Regions from separate parts of the Pan troglodytes genome. Here region 2 is linked to region 1. Evidence: chromatin contacts called from public HiChIP or PLAC-seq data. All regions are on one chromosome and are shown on one strand. Each heading gives the region's core, a stretch centred on a gene start, on an enhancer-like site or on the middle of the called end of the contact. The rest is flanking DNA. Distances are from core to core; before and after follow the strand shown. Region 1 holds the start of TRPC4 (transient receptor potential cation channel subfamily C member 4). Region 2 holds the start of UFM1 (ubiquitin fold modifier 1).

The links. HiChIP or PLAC-seq counts read pairs in DNA pulled down with a chosen protein or histone mark.
Region 2: a contact with region 1 is called in an H3K4me3 HiChIP or PLAC-seq map of stem cell-derived excitatory neurons, with 5 times the contacts expected there. The contact joins the promoter of UFM1 here to the promoter of TRPC4 in region 1. A contact is called at or near these places in 1 of 7 Hi-C or Micro-C datasets (stem cell-derived neural progenitor cells) and 1 of 1 datasets of contacts at active chromatin or transcription factors (stem cell-derived excitatory neurons).

Annotation. Positions count from the first base shown.
Region 1 is chr14:36,977,235-36,983,052 of NHGRI_mPanTro3-v2.0_pri, reverse strand. It overlaps TRPC4 (transient receptor potential cation channel subfamily C member 4), which reads left to right and starts at 3,232. Exons shown (of 11, transcript XM_509635.6): 1 at 3,232-3,932.
Region 2 is chr14:37,463,043-37,468,618 of NHGRI_mPanTro3-v2.0_pri, reverse strand. It overlaps UFM1 (ubiquitin fold modifier 1), which reads right to left and starts at 1,878. Exons shown (of 6, transcript XM_001149496.8): 1 at 1,456-1,878; 2 at 1,322-1,378. The coding sequence starts at 1,457. It overlaps LOC104001824 (a long non-coding RNA gene), which reads left to right and starts at 1,309. Exons shown (of 7, transcript XR_008538783.2): 1 at 1,309-1,439.

The DNA of each region.
Region 1 (5,818 bases), core at 1,983-4,482:
AACATACAGCATGTACTTTAAAATATTTCTGCATCATGACACAGGGCTGTATTACTAGGAATCTATTCTGAGGACATAATCAGAGATACAGAAAAAAATGCTTGTGTAATGGCTTTCAACAAAAGTATACCAGTAGGGAATAATAGTATAAAAACAATTACATTTTCAAGACCTGAAAAATACTTAAGTATTTCATAGAAATAAGTAGTGATTCATTAAAATTAACATTTTTGAATAACATTTTGATAACTTAGAAAATGTTAATTTTTTAAAAAAATAGGCAGGTAAAAGCTGTGTGTATAGCATGGCCATGTAGGTTAGATTGAAGCCTCATTACATTGATGACAGAACAGAGGATTCTAAAACCTGGAGCAGGAGCCAAATCCAAAAGTTAAGCTGAGGTGGAGCCCCTTCAGTGAGTTTGGGTGAGCCCTTGTGCAGTAGGAGGTAAAGGCCTGGTCACAAAGGTGGAAGACAGGTCACATGGGCATCAAAGACAATGATAACCTATTTCTTAATTTATCTTAGCATCAGAAAGGCCAATATCATATACTTCATGATGGCATCATACACAGATGCATTACTGGCATATAAAAATGCTGATGGTGACACATATGCATGAATAAATTCTCCAAATACTTGTCTCTGTGACTTTGTCTCTATGTCTGAGGTATAACAGCTTTGAAATAGTGTTTCATACATGTTACATGTCAGTTCCTAAACAGAACAATAACCTTTAGGAGTAAATTGAAAATTGTATTCCTAAAACAATTGTGATCCCAATTCTACAGTATACTTTAACTATAAATAGACATTACAGAGAATTGTTTTACTGCTATCATTTCTTGGGTCACTTGTCTCTTGCTAATTTGGAAACATGAGTGCTTTCTTGTTCTGTTTAATAAGGTACTAAAAATAAATTCTAGATAGCATATAACATTTTATTGTAAATTTCTTTGACTTCAATGAATTGCATTTTATGTGGAGTGCAGGTTCGTAGAATGCTGCCAAACTCGTATGTTTAAATTGTTAAAAATAAACTCTTTGGATTGCTAATGACTGTAGTATATGCAATTCACCAGATTGTTTAAACAGATTTCAAATAATTTTCCTGTAATTGCTAATCATTTTGTAGGAGACCTGAGACCAGCAATCAATAATCACATGAAACTGTTGAAAAGGAGGCTCAGTGATCAACACAAATTCTTCTTTCCATGGGAATACAGCCTGCTCAGATGGCTGACATATATAGTGCTCTCCTTGGTGTTCTTTTCTGTTACATATTTATTGCAGTTTCATAGGCACCTTTTTATGGAAAGAAATAACAAATTAGAAAAAATTGGTATAATATCTCTTTGCTGACATCATGACAGAGATAACATTTGCTATAAAGAACAAATCCTTAGAGGGCAGGAGCATCTAACTTGGTACAGATGCTAAGGTTGCAAAGTAAAGTTCATCACTTCTAAACAATGGACAAGTTTGTCACTGATCAGCTTTTCTCTTGCATGTATTTTAATATGCATTATAAAGACCTATACTCATTTCAGTATGTGGAATTCTATCTACCACGGGTTGATCTCAAAGATATAAACTCAAACACAATATGTAGAATTTTGTTTTTCAGGCTGAGAAGAAACATTGTCAATAAATGTCACAAAAATACTTATAGTTCCATTAAATAAAATAGATTTCCATATATATGTTTACAGTCTCCCCTCCCTTGTTAGAAAGTGGACTTGAATTTATTATAAAGTTATTACCTTGTCTACTGATAGATACATTTTGCATATTTTTAAAAGCCATCATTTAATGTTAAGAAAAGTAAAGAACTGTTTAAACCTGTCAATATATTCTTCTTGTAGTAAAGAGTAAAAAGAGATTCAAGGAAGGAAAAAAGCCTTCTGTCGTTCTCTCCTTTGTTTACTGCAGAAGCATTGTAGAAACCAGGTTTATCTCAATGTATCTTAGTATTTTGGGAAGGACTAGAGGTAGTGCTCTCAGAAATTTAGAATAGGGGTCTAGCTGAGCTGGGAACAAACCCACAGAGGAGCAGTTAGGCAGGGAGAAAGATAAATTAACAAATAAGAAAAGTGACTTAAAAAAAAAAAGCAGCATGCACAGTTACCCCAGTGTGATCTCTGGTAATATCCTCTTTACTCATGTGAAAACTATTTACAAAAACCTCAACTCATGTGAACTCTGAAGTGGGTAGGGGAAGATAAAAAAGGAAATTCTTTAATTTTGTGCTTTAGAGTCTGAATATGGATGCCAGTTTGTCACTTTATATTCCTTGGGAATATTCCATGGGAAGAAACTGGTCCTCCTTGCAGTCGGCACAGCACAGCTTCCCAGGTGTAACAACGTGGTTGGGACAGGAGAAAACGGTTTCTCCTAAGATTTTGCGCAGACTGGAAGCTGAATCAGGCGTCTGCTGGGACACAATCAGAGACCAGCAGCTAACCTCAGGGCTTTCAGAAAATAACGGCAATCAGGTAGAAACAGAGTCTCGAGGAGGGTAATTGCCAGCTAGGATTCCTCAAGGGCTCCACTCTCTATCTTACACGTGAACTCTATCTTTCTCTGGGTCATGGGGTCACAACCAATTAAGACTTTCCGAGTGACAAGCTGGGAATCACCGTGTTGCAGTTACAGCAAGTGTTATTGCCAACTTTGCCAATAGTGTGTGTGTGGTTTGTGTGTGTGTGTATTCCTCTCTGTACTTTAATCTTATTTTCATATGTGAACACTAAAGAGATTGGACAAGAGATAACGTTTATCTTGAAATCTCACTCTCAGTAAGATGGTACCAGTATCGCGCACACACACACTCGCACACACTCGCACACACGCACATCACCTGCAGCCGCAGAACCTTGCACCCTTGGGCTGGCTCGCGTCTTAGGGTTTTGGTATATTTGGTGGAAACTTGCTGATTTCCTATGCCTTTTGGAAAGACCAAGCTGGATGAGGGTGGTTGGAACGCTGTGGCTCATCATTTATTCATTGCGACTGTTTTGATTGTTGACACTAGTGGCAAGCCGCATCCTCCAGCTCTTGCAAGGGAAGTCTGACACCTTGAGGACAGGAGAGGGGGTGCCAGTCGCCCAGAGAAGCGGGAGTGGGAGAAGCTTTGAGAGTTGCAGGGGACTACTTTTTTCCGGTCGGGCGGCGGGCCTCATGGGTGCTTGTTTACCGGGCTGGGAGCAGGGCATTCAAAAGCTGGGTGTCGGAGCGCACTGAAGTCCAACACGCCTGCAGAGACCGCCCTAAGCCTGGAGGTGTGTCTGGCTTGCATCCAGGACCACAGGGTGGATTCTCGCCACCGACTTGGTTGGATGACGGCTGGCTGGTGGTGAGCTCCCCTGCCCACTGGCTGACCTCAAGCAGTTGGCCCCGGTAGGTGGAGGCTATTCGAGGGGGACAAGCTGGGGACGCAGCGTCAGCTCCTGCCAGCGCGCGGGTCTCCTCCACCTCCAAGCAGTGTGGTGCGTGGGACGCGCATCTTCCCGGACTATCCCTTTCCAGCGCGGTCTGTGCGGACCCCGAGCCCGGCAGCCACCAGGGACGGAGGGCGGGGTGCCTTTCTCTGGGCTCATCCGCTGTCAGCCGTGGGAACTCTTAACTTTATCCAGAGGGATCGGTGCAGGCGGGGGTGGGAGAGGTTCTCCTCCCCTGGCGGTTACCTCCCCCTCCCGGGCCGCCCCTCCCCCGCCTCCCATGGCTTCGCTTTCAGAGCATCCTCACTCCGCCCAGTTCGGTGCCAGCTGCGTGGGCTCCAGCTTCGTTCGTTTTCCTTGGAATGCTCCAAAACTCAGCAGCGACTAAGGGAATTCCATTGGAATTTGCCGGGCGTGCTCTCACCCCGCACGGCACCCGCGCCGTCCGTCCTCGGATCCCGTCACTTCAGCCCGAAGATTGCAACTTTGCAGGTAAAGAGGATGTCGCCTCGGGGCTCCGTTCGACCGGAGCTACACCTCGCCTTCTTTCTGGGATCTCGGTTAAGTTTCCTAAGCTGCCTGGGAAGCCGGCTCTCTTCTGGGAGGCGGACATCCCCGCGGGGTTAGGAGTTCAAAAGGTTCTGGCTATGTGGTTTCTCTTCAAGGCTCAGGAAAAAAACCTGTGAAGCTTTCGGTGCTTGACTCGGGCTGAGCAGGAGTTTGGGGGTGCTCCTCAGTCTTCCGCCGCACTCGGCTTTAAAGCAGGGGAGAGGGCGAGGAGTGAACCCCCGGTGTGACTTATATGGTAAACAAAGGAGCTGCAGCCACGCCGTGGTGCTGGGGAATGTGGCCGTTTTTAGCCTTTTATGCATTTGGGGAAAATGGAGATCTCGGGGGCATCTGGGTGCATATAAGTGAGGCCTTAGCTCTCCGGCACTTAAAGTAGGGTAACGAAGGAAGGAGAGTGATCAATATTCTACCGATCGATTACATTCTGCGTCGTTTTCATTCTCTGTCAAGAAACAGAAACACTTTTATCCGTGTTGCCCGACCCAGGCTAGTGATTCCTAGTTCGCCTGGCAACCGAGATTCCAATGAAGCCAATGAAGCCAATGACCCGGTTTGCTACTTGGTTAAATCACTGGGATTCACTGCACAACTTGTTGTTCCAGCTGTGAAGTCAGCTGTCTTTTGCGACTAGAGACAAGAGAATACTGGAAAGGCATCGAGGATTTAGGAGAGCTGAGGAAAGGGATCTCTTATCTTGTCTGCCTGCATTCACTATGGTGTATCCACTATGGTGTATCCCTGTTCACATGGCTTCTTAGGGAGGCCCTTCCCAGTGAAATTCCATAGCTAGAAAATGCAGCAAGTTGCTTAAGGAGTAAGCACCAAGCCAAAGGAGTAGGAGGAGACAGAAGGAAGCTTTAGTTGTTTTATTAAAAAAAAAAAAAAAAGACAGACTTGTAAAACTTTTTCAGTTTTAATAAAACACCGCCTCTCAGAGCTCATATAATTTCTGCCTTTCCTTTCACAGTACATAATCACAGCACAAAGAATATTACAAATTCTTTAAGCAAAAGGTTTACTGGAGGGTTTTTTGGTTTGGGGTGTTTTTGGTAAAACTCTAAATTAGACATTGAGAGTAAGAGTGGGTGGAGATGTTAAAATGTTGAAATCTTCATCATTGTGTTGGGTTTGCTATTTAAAGTTACATTTGTAGCGCCTACTTTTTTATTCACCTGGACACTATTGTCCAGAAAACATCCTTCTTAAATGTTTAAGGGGGAAAAAAAAAAGCAATAAGATCAATTTCAATTTACTTGCTCACTGGTCATTCTGAAAGATATATGAGTCGGAATAGATTTTCATTACTTATAACCTTTAAAATTTTGTAATGGTTATATTATTTATTTTTCTGTTGCACTTATTTCCAAAAGGTCAAGATAAAACTGCATTAAAAAGTCTATGACAGAGTTAAAGTTCTCTTTGAATTTTATAGCTATTTTAATTATTAGACCGGTAAGAGACCAAATAACTTTTCATATAAAATAACCTTAATCGATTCATACTGTGTATTAATAGGAAATAACAGAAGCAATCCTTATATTCTTTCTCATTAGCGGAAATTTTAATGTCTTATTCTATACACACATTTCAAACTAACTTTCTAACTTATGCTCCATGGAGAACTACAGCCATCTATAGGACTGAAAAGTTACCTGTTTCAACATCCTCATTTAGGAATCCAAAGCTAAATAAATATTAAAAAACAACAACTTATGTTTATAAACTATTACATCATTTTAATTGGTAAGGAATCTGGAAGTTAGATTGGCTATTTTTCAATATTTGGATGGCTGTGTCTATCAATATTT
Region 2 (5,576 bases), core at 629-3,128, 490 kb before region 1:
GGAGGAAAATGAGCAAACTTGAAGAATGTATTAAGTACTAGGTACTATTAATTGTAGTCATGAATTTAACGTAAACCCTCCAGTCTGTTATTTTCTCCAGGGGCAGTCAGCTATGTACAGATAATACAAACAGCTGGTTTCAGAGTTGGTGTTTCACTAACCAAAATATGCTGAGAGGAGAGACAGGGCCACCAGAGTTGAGGGTGTTTGCATGAGAATGATTTAAAGGTGGACCAATGGACTCTTAACTATATAAGGAGTAAGGTAAGGAATAGAAGTGGGGACAGCTACAGATAAAAAATCACTGTGATTAACGGATTAAATGAAACGTTGTAGATGAGAAATTATAGTAAATCAGGTAGGAGAGAATGTATTTATCCATAAGAGTGCCTGTAAACGAAATGTCAGAGATGGAGCAATTATTGGAATCTTAAGGTTCTAGGCTGCAACCATGAACACCTGAGATAAAGTGTAACAAGGATATTTTGGAGATGAAAAGATCAAGGGAGGAAAAGGCTGAGAGGTTGTATGGATCATGGATTGGTAAATCATTGAAATTTATCAGTCAGCTAGGTAGGCCAAGGTACTAATTAATTCTGCAAAAAATTCTATTGTAATCCTGTTCTTTGCTACATTTCATGCTACTTCCAACTGCAATAACCTCAAGAGTGTTTACTTAAAATCTATCACTCAACTGCGAAGGATAAGTAAAGGCCCCACATGGATAAACTATCCCCTATCTGCATTTCCCATTCCTACTAAATACTCTATTAAATCCCAGCATAGGAAGGGTGTGATCTGAGTCTCATTACTTTGTGATGCCCGATTGCTGAGTTACTCATACACAACGAAACTCAGAAGCCGCGGAATAACAAATGTTCAAGTAATTTCAAAGTCTTGACTATCAAGATGGAATGTCTTCCTTAACTTCCTCAACCAGCTGGCCAAAGCGGTGAAACGCTTTTCTAATATCCAGCAGATGGGGACTGTTTAAGAATCCCAGCAAATTACCAGAACCTGGTCCACCTGTCCTCCCGCGCCACCTGCCCACCAAATGAATTCCGAGGGGAGGTCACTAATCAGAAACATACCCACACCCTCGTGACGGGGCCAAGCTGCCAAGCTGACACTTAGCGAGCAAGTACGGACCTCTCCTCGCAGGCTCCGGTGGGAAAGGCTCCTGGAAGGGCGCGAGCCAGCAAAGTAGATGAAGTGAAGAGATGAAGACTGCGTGGGGTAGTTCTTGGAAAGGCTCGGATCATCCCCAACCCAGCCCCGTCTTGTCCGGCCCCAAAAGGCCCATCTCGGCCGAGCTACTCACACTTTGTACGGCAGCCGTGGGTCCGACGTCAGCGTGATCTTAAAGGAAACCTTCGACCTGAGGAAAAGAGCGGGAGAGAGTCAGGGTCGGGCAGCTGGACCAGGAATTAAGGCAGTCGGTAAGCAAACACTTACATGGTGGTGCCGGAATGAATCTAGAACACACGACAACTCCCCGGGGGTAGCACGACTTCCTCTAGTGTGCTGGGGACCGCCCCGCTCCACTCACGTCCACGTCTCCCTCTGCAAACTGGGGACCTCCGAAGTTGTTGCTATCCAACGCACTGCCTGAAAATTGGCCCTAAGAGCTCATGCTAGGTAGCGCTTTTAAATTACAAATATCTTGTGCTTTTGCGTTTATATATCTAAGAAAAAAGTACGGATTATATTTATAAGATATCTTTCTAACTTTGGTAATTTGCTACCATATTTTTAGTCAGGCAGAATAAGCGTGGGCATAGAGTGTAGGACCCTAGGTTCCAGTTGGCAGGTTGGGGCGGAAGTAAGGTTATGGGGTAGTCGGATGAGCGAGATGGACTTGGGGCGAAGCTCGGGGCGAGGCCGGGGGCGGGGCTGGGGCGGACGCGCTCTAAAGTTGCTAAGGCAACCTGAGCGCGGAAAAGCTTAATTGGTGCTCCAGAAGCAGGAATTGCAACACTGCTTTATCATTAGTTTTCTTCTGTCTTTCCAGCAAACCAATCCTGTTATATCCTTTACATTTCTCATAGTTTCTCCTTCACGCTTTACTTTCCGATACTGATTTATAACTATTGAATTTCGGTTAAGTAAGACAGCTATCAAGTACGAATTATCTATGCCAAGACTCCCGCTGGGGTTGGTGAGAAAAAATGAGGTTTCTACGTTTGGGGAACGTGGCGTCTAGTTGGGAAGACACATCTATGAACAGGAGATTTCAGTAATTTGTTATATGGTCTAATTAAACCAGTGCGCTAAGTTGCTAATCATTGACCACATTTATTCAATTTAACAACCAACTTTGAACCCTTTCTATTTGCCCGGCGCTAAGCTAAACTCTGGGGAATCCAAGATGAGTAAGGCAGGTAGGCGTCAACTCTCTAGGATCTAACATCCTGTGTAGTGATGACGGAAGAAAATTGTCCTCTAAACTTTATTACAGATCTAAACCTCTGTGTTTGGAAAATATGCGTCTGTCTCACAATGACTGAAATGCCCTTTTAAAACAGCATGAATAGACAAAGGAGGAAGCAGGTAGGCATTAAAATAATGGGGCAATCTAGTTGATCTTTAGAATATGCATCAGATTCTTAAGGAGAGATACTTAAGAGAGGAACCAGGAAGGAACTGTAGTAGGGATAATGGAGATCAAATTCATCTTTACAATAATTTTGCAGCCAACTGATCTTCTATGGTGACATTTCCCAGTGGAGAGAGTTCTGGTTCTGAGTGTAGGCAAGTAAGACTCCAATATTCTCATGACAGCCATCCTCACTTTTTAAAATAATGGTCTTACCATATATGTAGATGAAGCCAAATATTGATTGACAGATAAAGGGATCAACAGTTACAGCCTTAATAGCTGAAAGTATTCTATTAGTGGGTGTGACTAAAACTTGTGAGAATAGTAATAAGGATAAAACTGTGATTGTGTCTACCTATTGTCAGCTAGCCAAATAATAATGAAAGAGATGAGTGTACATATTTACAGTCTATAAGACTACATATTATATATTTTGAAACAAAATTTGCATCCTGCTATTTATAGTTTGGTTTCTGCTCATGAATCAAAACGTGGCAAAATCCTAAAGAGAAAAATGGATATTAATCAGAGAGCTTTTACTGTATGTATAAAAAGTGGTGAAAACAGAATTCAGTCCCAGACAGTGTGACTTTAGTACTCAGATTCTGCTGCTTCAGAAAATACATTTGTATATCAAAATAACATCTCTTGAGATATTAAATAGCAGCTGTTTCTAAATATTTAGAATTCTTTTTCACCTCAATCCCCAACTCTGCTTCTCATGTTTGTCTCCTCAGAGTCACAGCATGATTTCTGCAGCCTCCTGAGTTTTATTTTGCTTAGGACAAGAAAGAAATTATAAATGGATTTATTTATAATCAATTTTTTTAACTTTGTGAAGGGATTTGCAATTGGAAAATTTTATAGCAAAACAAGGACCTTCTCTTTTACTGAAAAGTTAAAATGTTAAAGTACATTTAATGGCTGTAATCAGAAGCAAACTCTGGAGCAAATTTTTGGAGATAATTGGCAGTGGAACATTTTAAGACAACAAATAGCATAAATGGCCTAATGTGTTTTGGAAAAGATCCAATTAGTATCATGTAGAGGCAGAAATGATTGTAGAAGTGCACAGTGTGACCATGTTAGACCTCATTAAATGTCAATGAAGCATACCAATATTCTATTTGCAAATGCATATAAATTTCCCATTATTAGAAGAAAGCCAGAAGGAAATTAAATTTACATAAGGACTAAAAAGATTTGCTTCCATAGTCATAGAAATTCTTCTGACTAGTTATTTTTATAGCCAACTTTATTTTTTATATTCCTCCGGATGCCAAAAAAAATTCTTTCATTTTCACCATAATTTGATTGTATTTACGATTATGACTAGAACCATCTGATAGTCAAATTATGTAATCTTGAAACATCTGCACCTGAATAAATCTTAAGGTGTTCTATTCCAAATACTTTATATTACAGGGAACAAATTATAGACTGATCAATTAATAATTGACTGATATTTTAATAGTACTTTAATCTGTTCATTTTTTTCTATTGCCTTTTCTCCCCTCAGAATCCACTAAAAGGCATTGATATCATTGAAGCAATGATAATAATGACTCAAAATTCATTAAGATTTATTTTTGGCTGGTATTAACCACTTTGTACAAATCAATGACAAAATATAGACTTTAAACTTTGATGCCTTGGCTATAAGTCATAATTTAGTGACAAGAAGCCTTATACAAAGAGGAGAGAGTGGATTTGGTTACAGAAGTACTTGGGAATATGTAAATGCTGTGTTATTTTTCAAGGTAAGGACTAGAAGGTTAGAGAATATTTACATTCCTTTGAGTCAAAAAGAACAATGAAACCCAGGTGAGATCAGAGCCTAGCAAGTCCAGGCAAGCCCTTACAGAAGACTATAGCTCTGAATGTGCTACATTTGATTGTTACAGTTACATATTTTTCCCAAATATTTCCTAAAATTCAGTGAGAAAAAGAAATGACTTTTCTACGAAGCTCATTGACTACAATGTTTCTAAATTTGAGGCTTAATCACAAAACGTGGAATATTTTAACCACAGAATTTGTAAAATATCTTTATTACAAAATGGCATTTTGAACTGTGAAAAACAGGAATTTAACAGTCTGGTATAATTAAATTTTCTCTCTAAATATTGTGCGAATTCTTCATTTAATGGAAACATTACTTTTAGAAAAACTGAAGTAGCCTCTGACAAATCCATTTCAACCATGAGTTTTTTTCCCCACATTTACATATTTTTATCCTTCCACCAGCTAAATGAGGTAAATATTAATGTTCTATTTTTACTTTTTTCTATTAACTTAAGGTTTTCTTATTCAAGTTGAGATTTTTAGATCCATTTGTAGTTTCTCCCCACATGACTCTTCTTGCAGTTTTATGTAGAATACAGGCTTCAGAGGACTGTGACGTCTGGTCCTTTGTCATCATCTCTCCATATTCTCAGTGATATTTGTATCCACTCCAAACATCTGAGACACATGACATCTCATTTTTGTCTGGTGATATCACTCCTTTTTGTGTGCTGGCAAGACGACTTTAGGACTGTTTGTTGTCTCTAAGGGATGTAAGAAAAGTGCCCTCTTGTACCACCCTGTGGCTACAGGGAACCCAGAAGAGCTCAGACATCTTTGACTAAAGATAACATGCTTTTCTCCCTAGAATGAAGGGAATCTTGTTGTCTTCCTGGGCTTCAATGGGAGCAGGAACTGGGCATCTTTTCTCTGATTCTGAAATTCCCTAGAGGTTGTTTCCCTAGGGATGAAGGAATAAGGCCATCTTTTGGGGAGACCTTACAATGTTTATCATTTTCTTCTCCTCCTTTCTCCAGCCCAGAGTATTTTTTTTATAGACTTTATTTTTTAGAGCAGTTTTAGGTTCACCGCAAAATTGAGCAGATAAAGATACTTCCTATCCCTACATATTCATAGCCTCTCACATTTTCAACATCCTTCAGCAGAGTGGTACGTTTATTACGGATGATGA